Regions from separate parts of the Xenopus laevis genome. Here region 1 is linked to region 2. Evidence: chromatin contacts called from public Hi-C data. All regions are on one chromosome and are shown on one strand. The core of a region is the stretch at or near the end of the contact, and the rest is flanking DNA. Distances in the headings are between cores, read along the strand shown.

The links. Hi-C and Micro-C count contacts between places; a contact is called where the count stands out from the background.
Region 1: a Hi-C map of the XTC cell line shows a contact between it and region 2, with 4 times the contacts expected there. The contact joins the enhancer-like site here to the promoter of gadd45g.L in region 2. A contact is called at or near these places in 3 of 4 Hi-C or Micro-C datasets (the XL177 cell line, the XTC cell line and animal cap).

What each region holds. Positions count from the first base shown.
Region 1 is chr1L:149,213,182-149,218,242 of Xenopus_laevis_v10.1, reverse strand. No RefSeq gene overlaps it. Among protein-coding and RNA genes, the nearest start is that of gadd45g.L, 61 kb to the right of the region's middle. Within about 2 kb of position 2,957, at least 1 of the 7 cell types and tissues checked has an H3K27ac peak or open chromatin away from gene starts, as enhancers often do.
Region 2 is chr1L:149,152,934-149,158,403 of Xenopus_laevis_v10.1, reverse strand. gadd45g.L (growth arrest and DNA damage inducible gamma L homeolog) reads right to left here and starts at 3,736. Exons shown (of 4, transcript NM_001090459.2): 1 at 3,554-3,736; 2 at 3,064-3,165; 3 at 2,713-2,926; 4 at 1,831-2,598. The coding sequence starts at 3,606. The coding sequence ends at 2,488.

The sequences.
Region 1 (5,061 bases), core at 1,708-4,207, 61 kb before region 2:
CCCTTAAAATGTCAAAGGACATCTGAAGCCCTTTTATAGACCACAAAGGTAACCACACTACTTATTTATGAACACTAGAGGTGGTGTCCTACAGATGTTTTCAGAAGCTAGAAAATATAGAGTAGGTGATACCCATTATTGGCTAATTTAGTAGATTAGAGAATGCAAGATTTCAGGACTACATGGGTCCCTGCTTTAGGCATGGTATCATACCTGAAGCCCCAGTTCTGTGCAGCAGTAGAGAGATTCAGAAAGCTCACTACCCTAATACAGAATAGACTGGCATGTATAAAAGATGACTGTATAGACCAGGGGTCCCCAACTTTTGTTACCCGTGAGTCACATTCAAATGTAAAAAGAGTTGGGAAGCAACACGAGCATGAAAAAATTTCCTGTGGGCGCCAAATAAGGGCTGTGCTTGGCCATTTGTAGCCCCTATGTGGACTGGCAGCCTACGGGAGGCTCTGTTTGGCAGTACACATAGTTTTTATGCAACCAAAACTTGCCTCCAAGCCGGGAATTCAAAATTAAGCATCTGCTTTGAGACCACATCCAAGGGGTTGGTGAGCAACATGTTGCTCACGAGCCAGTGGTTGGGGATCACTGAGATAGACTTATTTTCAGCACTTTTGGTGTAGTGCAGTCTCACCGCCGGATTTGCTAGGCAGCACGGTCCTATCACTCGCCCGCACTACCTCACGCAGGCGCAAGACCACTGGCGTGCAAGCGCCGGAGCACTGGGGAGCAGCGTGTCTCCAGTGCTCCCCACAGAGCGGCTGGGCGGCATGCCACCTTGGAAAATGTGCCACCCTAGGCCTGGGTCTATGTGGCCTCGCCACAAATCCGGCCTGTGCACTCTTAAAGATGAGCATAGGTGCAAGCACTATGTCTAGAGCATTTGTATAGGCACAATTTTTTTATGCATTTTTAACCTTGTTATAACTTAAGGGGGTACTTAACAAACCTTACCATGCTCAGAGGCATGCATGTGATTGTGATAGAGATCTACCTGCTTACCTTTAAATGTTTCCTTTAGCCATGTTTAAAACTTTATTTCAGGGCTAAAAGTCTAAAAATATTTTTTTTCAGATAGTGTAATATGTATTACATATTAACTAAAAGCAGCTATAGGACAGCTATAGGCCTGATAAAAGAAAGTGAGCCTATTAGTAGTGTTTGCATGGTAATCAATAGCTTCATGCAAAGCAAACATTAGTGCTGCAAACCTTCCGTCTGGCTATGCCACCAATTCAGTACCTGAGAACTGCAGCAAACAGTCTGTGAGAAAGCCCAGCTCATACCTGTTGCTTATGGCAAACAAATCTGTGTATACCATACTGGATTGGTAGAGCCAAATTAGAGGGCTCCTACTCGCCATTACTCTTTCCATTGAGTGACAAGCTGTAATATGATTGGACTAAGCAGACTGGGTTTCATATTTAAGACTCATACCAGACTTTGTCTATATTTCAATCAACCACAGCACTGAACACTTTAGATGCATCATGTAAGAAAAAGCTGTAATACTGGGGAAACACCTGGGGCCAGTCTGTATACAAACACTGGCAGCAGAAGCAGCCATAGTGGCAGAGTAAACTGTATGTAGCAGTGGCAATTATAGGTAAGGGATAATGAAAGACCGGGGTGTTAAGGAGATATGGTCTTGGTGCTCCTGCAAGTAACTTTCATATCTAACATCAATGGTAAATAAGCAGCAGTGGCCTTTCTGTTCCAGCCCTCTACTATTCATCCCCCATTCTGACTTCCACAATGCTGTCTACTTGCTAGGTAGCTAGTAACCACAAAGCGACATCAACACTAAGTGGCAGATTTACTAAGGGTTGAAATGAAAATTCTAATTTTCTATTTTTTTTTATGTCAAAATTGTCACATTCGACTAGGGAATTATCCAAAATTAAAAAAAATTAATTACATTTTCGAGATTTATCATACCCTGGCCTTTTAAGAATTGAAATTCGACTATTCGCCACCCTAAACCTGCCGATTTCATGTATAAAGCTGGTCATAGACGCAAAGATCCAATCGTACGAATCAATGTACGATCGGACTTTCCCATCTCCCGACCCTCCACTAACCATTCAGATCAAAGTCTTTACCATTCCGATCAAATAAGAACAGATCACCCAATGTTCTGCCCCTGACAGCAATCGTACGATACTTATGTCTGACAACACTAGTGACAGTCTCCCTCTGAAAATCGTACGATCGGCAATACACGCAGAGATATTATCGGCAGGCGACAGAAATGTTCTAACCTGTCTGATCGACCAAACGACCGATCTCCGACGGACGAAAAATGTCGGGACTCTCCACACATGGTCCGAAAATCGTACGAATCCACGATTCGTACAATCGGATCTTTGCGTCTATGGCCAGCTTAAGTCAATGGGAGAGGTCCAATGACCAATTTGAAGATGTTTGTAGCCATCCTGACATTTGAGATTTTTTTTTAGATTCAAAATCAATTTGAGTTTTCAGGTCGGTAAAATTAGAGAAAACACAAACAAATAGAAAATGAAAATTGATTTGGGTTATTATATTGGTTTAATTAATGTTTAAATTATATTTTAGTAGACAACAATTATACAGATTGAAATTATAGAAAGACCTCATGTCTGGAAGATCCCGTGTCCCGAGCATTCTGGATATCAGGTACAAAACCTGTACCGATATTAGCAGGGGCCCAAGCATTTATCCTTGGATCCCCCTGAAGACAGCTCCATGTATATTGTTCTGTTTTTAAAATGGTATGTAATACAATACATTCCTTAAATGAAACCTAATACAATCAAAGCCGAAACAAGTTTATTTATGTCACTCCGACAGTTGAAAATCAGGGTTTAAGACATCTGCCGACTAGCTGCAGAGATAGAAACCAAATCATGTGAGTAGCCAAAATTAGCTAGCATCACATTGTACTATACATCATCTGACCGTGACTCAGCAGGTTTCAGGAATACGGAGAGGATTGCAACATCTACTGAATATTACATCAGGATTTCCCAAAAATGAAAGGAAAGCAAGAGGACATGTTTACAGGCTGTTGTACTTGCAGAATGGTAATCAATACATGGTAGCAGCACAGAAAACATGTTGATAACCACTGATTCCCTGTAGTAAACAAAAAGTCAGAACATTCAAATGTTTTTTCTTGTTTTTGCACAGTGAAAGTAAATGCTGTACATAGCAACTGTTAAATATATATTTATTAAATGGTGTCAGTGGTTTTAAAGTGATTTGTAAATGATATTGCTGTAGATATCATCTTTAAAACTGTTAAAACTGTTTTGAAATGTTGCTTAAAATGTTTTTCATTATGCAAAATAATTATTTGCACGCAGATCCTGGTTAACAGATCTTTTACGGATAACAGATCTTTTCATAATTTAGACCTTCATATCTTAAGTCTACTAGAAAAATACGTAAACATTAAATAAACCCAATAGGCTGGTTTTGCTTCTAGTGAGGACTACTGTAATTATATCTTAGTTTGGATCAAGTACAAAGTACTGTTTTATTATAAAAAGAAAATAATCTTTAAAAATTTGGATTATTTGGAAAAATTTAGTCTATGAGAGACATTCCGTAATTCAGAGCTTTCTGGTTTCTGGATAACGCATCCCATACCTGTAATTAAAAACACTATTTATTATTATTCTGTATTATTATTGATGTATATTTTCAATGATGGCATTATTTGTAAATAAAAGTCACTAGAGGTTGCAAAGATGCTTTCTACACAGGTGTAAATGGAGCAATCTTTCAAATGAATAGAAAAAAATATAATGATAAAACAATGAATTAATGGACACAGCAACTGAAAATTAGTTGCCACCAACATAGTATTGTTTTAGCTCGATCTGAAGAAGCTTAAAGGAACAGTAACACCAAGAAATGTGCTTTAAAGTAATGAAAATATCATGTAGTGTTGCCCTGCACTGGTAAAACTGATGTGACACTACTAGTCAGAAACACTACCATAATTCATATAAACTATATATATATGGCACAGGTTAACTAATGGATAACACACCATTAGACAGACAGAGCTTATTTGCTATCTGCTGTGTAATCTGAGCCTTTTCTCCTTTGAATGGCTGCCCCCATTGCTACACAGCAGCTTATTTATATAAACAATAGTAGTGTTTCTTAAGTAAACACAGCAGTTTTACCAGTGCAGGGCAACACTGCATTATAGTTTCATTACTTTAAAACACTTTTATTTTTTGGCGTTACTGTTCCTTTAAAATACCAAGGGAATGTAGAGATAGCATGAGATTCTGACGTGGAATGTTGAAATGGTCAGATCCTGCTATTCTAAATCTCAATCTAAATCAGAATGTTGAGCAATTAGGGAATTTCCATTTCCTTCTTTGAACAAACTTCATGATATCATCCTTTCTGCAGAAGATAAGAAGGATAACTTCCGTCTTCTCAGTGTAGGAATTGATTATGTAAAACTTTATACGTAGTGTTCGGGCCTCACATAACAAGAGCATGTATTAGTAAAGTTGTAAAGTCTGCAGAATGATTAATACAATGATGGCGTATGCTTGACATTGTCTTCCTTGACGAACACAGCGGATGAGATTTTTTGGGTTAATTATTAACACTGCATAAAGAGCTGCATTCAATTTCTTATGTCATAGCTGCTGAGATTCTCTCATTAAATTACAGAGATTATGATTATAATTCTCAGAAAAACAAATGTTTATATTTTTCAGTTGTACAATCCCTTTTCACTAATATTTCTCATCTACACCAGCAGTTTCTTTCTATGGGGCTTAAAGGAGCAGCTAAAAATAAGAGCTGCAACATTCAAAACTTAAAGTTATCTGAGAACATGTACAGTAATTTTAATTTCTTCACTTATTTGTGGCAGTATGCCTTTCTTCAGATCACCCTGATGTGAAATACCTCTCTTGTCTTTTGCAGGAACACTTGTAGCTGACATCCACAGCCAAGCCTTCAGAAGGATATGATCACTTACTCACCACTACCATCTATTCTACAGTGTCTATGCCTTAGGAAAGGCCTCAT
Region 2 (5,470 bases), core at 2,487-4,986:
CAAATTCCTATGCAAATAGTGTCATTTGTATAACGGCCATGCCATTCAATAAGAAAAAAGGTGCAAAAAGAATTTATATTTTTGCAAAGCCGTGTCCTCACCACAAGTCATTTGCAAGTCCCCAAGCAGCAATAAAGCAGGAGCCAAGGAATCGTACTCCATGCAAATGACAAATTCTGTGTTTCTCTGCTAGACTTACTTCGGTTAAACTGCTTAATCCCCCCCTTAATCCCTCTTTACTCATTTTCTGCCAGAGGGAGGAGCAGGGTAACTATAATTTTAAAGAAGGCTTTATCCTAGAAACACGTCAGCTGTAAATTACACTTTCTAGCATCCTTTGACAGTCTTTGACCATTTCACCATAGTCTAAAGCAGATTTAATAAAATATCTATGTAAGCCAGGGCAAGAAAAGTAACTAAAAGTTCTACACATTATACGTGTGAACTACAGAATGGTGGTGCTGCTTCTGTTTTGGCTTTTATTGCAGTTCTTCCATGTTGCCTTAATGGCCTAACGTCAGTCTGCATGAAAAGTAGCAGTTAGTGCTGAGTCAGCCTTTGGCCTGTTTTATAGGTGATGTACTGAAGCACAGTTCTGCACTATAACACTATGTCCCTATTTAATCACAGAAGAATGTGGATTGGCTGCTTACAATACTATTTCTCCTTGTTCATAATTCAGAACACATTGACCTTTCTGGAGAAGTAGAGCACTTGTGTACACACACTCAACGTCTTCATATTAGAATACCTGCAATTGTTCCAGGATTCTCTTCCGTCTAAGGTCTATATTTTTATGGCTGCTACCAGTTTCTGTTTCTGCCCTTGGCAGAGATAAGAAGGCTCGCTGTTCTCAGCAGGCACACCATGATATCGTGGACCATAGTCAATATAAAAAGCTAGTTCCTGGAACTACAACCTGAATCCTAGTAATAGGTAGTTGGCTAGGTTGGAGGCTATGTGTTCCAACATTACTGGTCATGGTAAATAAAAGCACACTGGCCTTGGAATCTGTTTGCTTGGGCTTTATATTTTCCCTCTCGGTAACTATGCCAGTTAAACCTTTTATCACCCCTTGAGCGATTTCCTGAAACCCATGACTTGCAAAGTATACGGGTCTCGGTAAACTCTCTGTACATATACTAGAGGAAGAGATTAGCTATGCACCCATGCAAATGTTTGTACTATACCATAACATTGTGCCGCTAGTTTTGCTTTCCTAAAAACCAGAAGTTGAAACAGCTTGCACTTTGGTAAATGACACATTGAATGAAGGGGAATTTTAAACCTGAGGGGTGAGATTTGGGGAATCCCTTGCTTAAAAACTGTGCCAGCTGCTCTTTTCTGTCTATGCAATAATAAAAACCCTATCTATGCAGCAGCCCCCTGTCACTCTAATGCACTCATTAGCCATTCAACCCTCGGAGCTTGCATGCTCTTGCGATAAGCAGCTGTTGCTGAAGGAGCCAGAGGTCAAATGGTCAGGGCTGAATAGCAAGCATTAGCGGTCTGCTGCAGACTATGGATTATACCAAGTAACACAGCCCCCTTCTATGCAAATCTTATTGTGCACTGCTAACAAAAAGAATGGCTACAGCACATTAGTAGCTTGCTGAATAAACTAAAGTACTGGGGCAAAACAGACTGGGTTTCTGCAGATGCCCAAACATTTATATAAAAGCAGCCCAAACTGTGACCCAACAGCCATTGCTAGACTAGAGCTTGAAGTGTTAGGTTTGTTGGTACCTTGGTATTGTAGTTTTAGTGCCACAAGCAATAGGCCTCAAAATTGACCACCCCACCAGATAAACATAAAAACCAAAACGAGTAAAGTTCAAAATTATTTATTGAATGACATAAAATAGCAGTTTAAATGTCAGGTGTTATCAAGAAAAGCACTTCAGTTTGCAACAGTGCCAAAATTCTGAAAATACAGAAAGTTTTTTTTTTCCTCTATGTATTCTGGGTAGTTGACTGTAAAGACCAATAACAAGCTGCAATGATCAGAATATTCAGTCTCAATTTGCAATCCAGAGATGCATAGTCCCAGACTCTTCCAATATGTGTATAAAGTTCATCTTTCATATCTCAGCAAACTCCAAAAGCAGATACAGAACAGGTTTTTCCTTTAGCTAGCTGCTTAATTTGCCTCATATCCATCTCAAAAGCTTCCTTTTTTCTTTTTGCAAAAAGTCCCATAAGTCCTGCACACATGCAAAACTCCTCCAACTTCATGGCATGACTGACCCCCCAGTGCTTTGGAAGGCTTCACACTGGCACCAATCTTTTCTTCTGCAGATCAGTCCATTAAAGTTTTCCTCCTTACTCTTCTGCTCCACAAGAGCCAACATCTTTGCCAGTCTTGGCGACTTAATCGGACCTCAACCAGCGTAATCCACCGATTTCGGAATGCTGCTGGTCCATCCAGGTGCACAACACCATGATAATAATGCAGAGATTTCACAACCTAACGTAGAGGAAAGATGTTCACTCGGGCAGGGTGATAGTGGGAACCCAGTCATAGACTTTGCGGCTTTCCTCGCAGAATATAGCAAGTTTCTCCAGAGCTGGATCTTTCCATGCATCCTCATTTGGATTCTGGGAAAAGAAGAGGAAGAAACTATGAGAACACTGTGCTTACGAGAAATTGCACAAGTCAGAGCTATGGGCACGGAGCCAAACAGCACAGATAAGCAGGAACACGACACTTACCGTAATAAGGATGCAGTGCAGGTCCTTGGGTTCTGCAGACTCATCAGTTAAGCCTAGTATTTGAGCGACTTTTTCTGTGTCGTTCAGCCTCACGATATCGATGTCATTTTCACAGCAGAAAGCTTGAATCAGAGTGAAGTGGATCTGAAGGGCTATATCACCTTCGTCGTATTCATCAGCAGCCAAAATGCAGAATGTAACACTGTCTGGATCTCTGTTGAGACAAATAAAAAGAGCACATTAGTTTTGCTGCAAGTCATCTACAAGTGGGACAGTGTGTGGGTTGTGTGTGTGTTACATGCATGAGTAAAGGGTGTGTGTGGGATCAGTGCAAAGGAGTGGGATACTTACACATTCATGACTTTGGCAGACTCATAGACTCCAACGGTCAGACATTCCTGTCTCTGGGCAGAGACCAGTAGCTCATGCAGGGATTTGCCAGCACTTTGCATTCTAAACAATACAAAGAAAGAAATGCATTTAGAACCAGATCACAAGTGAACATTTTGCCTTTATAGAAGAGTGCAAGACTAAATGCTAGGACACACATCCCCTCAGTCCATATAAGGAGCTTTAGCTAATGCCACCCACTCATGAGCAGCCATCTGCTAGTGACACACAGTGCAGCTCCTTCCCTATATGATCAATGCTATTTGCTATATACACCCAGTGAGGGACACACATATCTTGCAGCCCAGGCTATTCCTCCCTCACTTGACTGCGAGGCTGAACTACAAACCCCCACAATCACGGACAGACAAGCAAATCCGGAAAACTTTAACCCTTTCTGCACAATAAAATACTCGCCCCATACAATAGAAGAAGCCGGAACTGAAATTACCTGTCAGTGCTTTCAACAACGGTTTCTTGTCCGTGAACTTCTTCCAGAGTCATGATTTTCCGGGTAAGCCACAAAAATGTGAGTGCGAGAGACTTCTCAAATATCCACCAAAAGGTCCGGAAGAAGGAGAGTAGTATTATATCCACAGTAGCTAAAGACTAGTTAGAATCCCAAGCGAAGTGTGAGAAATCAGAGGAACGGAGCCGGTATTTATACACTGAAGAGGCGTAGGCGGGGTCTGTCTCACTCCTGTTCTCTGATTGGTCGGGCGGGGGAGGCATTGTGATGCTAATAGAGCAACAGAACGCTGTGGCTCGTGCCAGAAGGCCACGTGGGGGAGGAGAAGCAAGTAAGGGGGGCATATTAGAATGGCCGGGCGGTGGGCGCACTGGGGGTTTTTTACAATGACTCAAAGTCTGCCTTCTGCCCTTTGTCATGCTGTTGCCGGGCAGAATGGCCTCTTATGATTTGCTCTTTGCACGAAAAGCGAGAACATCAAAAAAAGATCCCTAAAGTTTAGATCATGTGTGCAGTGGGTGTCACAAATGTACCAACAGCAAACACATTGATTTTGTTTTCTCCTGTGCTGGGGAACACGGTGTTTTTATTACTGTCATCAACATAGTGCGCAGGGTCGCAGACTTCATCTGGCTGCAGTCATACAACTCAACCAGGGCAGTGCTGCTGCTGGCAGATGTGGGGGTTAACGTTGGGGTGTATAGTAGTAGCGAGTAGAGAAGAACATTGGGGCGCATAGTAGTAGCCAGTAGATAAGAACATTGGGGTGTATAGTAGTAGTAAGTAGATAACCCCCCCATCCAGGTGAGCTGTGGCACGTGCACCAGGCATGATCAGATACGCGGCCATACGCAATCATTAGCACTAAATGGCACATCTGATAACCTCGCTTTAAGCAGACATCTGGCCTGCTGCTGCTGCTGCTATTCGTGCAATAAAGGAGATTTTAATGAGTAGAGTGGAGGATGAGGTCCTGTATAGAGATAATGGGGGCTGTGTGCGGCAGATTGCGAATGGCACACGCTGCTCGTTAGCATTTGTATAGAGGGGCTGACAATGGGGAGAGGGGCTGGCGTGTGGCAGTTTGGAGATCAGACAATCGCTCTCTTCTTCTTCTGACCAGGGACACTGTCCACCTGCCGCTGGGGTGGGGTCTTGTTGAGGAAAGTGGGACACAAATGCATCTGACAATCTGTTCCACATGGAATCCCCCCTCCAGCACGCTTACACACTCTCATTGCTTTTTGGGGGGTTGCAATGCTCACTTTAGCCCTTTCTGACTGTGCCTGCTGCTGCACACAGCTGTTTCATTACCATTTCCCATCAGCTTCACTATTACTGAATTCTATAGGGGTCTCTCTTGTTTGCATTCTATTAACCCCACTGTTACTGGCAGACTCCATATTTCCCTCTGGGCAAATGGATCATGCAGGGAAGTGTGCATCTTTATTGTACAATTAGTCATAACGCCAGGGACAAGTCATTCTCCCCCAGAGAATATTAGGAGGATGCATTGCGACATCGTCACTGAGCAGCTCAGTCAGACGCATGGAGAATAAGAGCAGACTAGACAGAGTGGAATGCACCCGGCTGTAGATCCAGACAGAGGAGCAGTCAGCAAAGGGAGCCAACTCTTGCACACTGGCACCCACTGCTACTTATTTCTTATTATATAAATCTGGGCCACCCTGTCTCGTTCTTAACTGCAGCTCTCAGCCAAAGGCTCTCTGTCTGTCTGTCACTCGGTCTGAGGAAAGTAGGGGCTGTGCAATCAACATCAGTTTACTGAAATGAAACCCTAGGGGGTGTGTATAACATATATCTAGATCAGGGGTCTCCAACCTTTTTTAAATACAAAAAAAAAAAACTTGTTTTTTTTTTTGTTTTGTTTTTTTACCT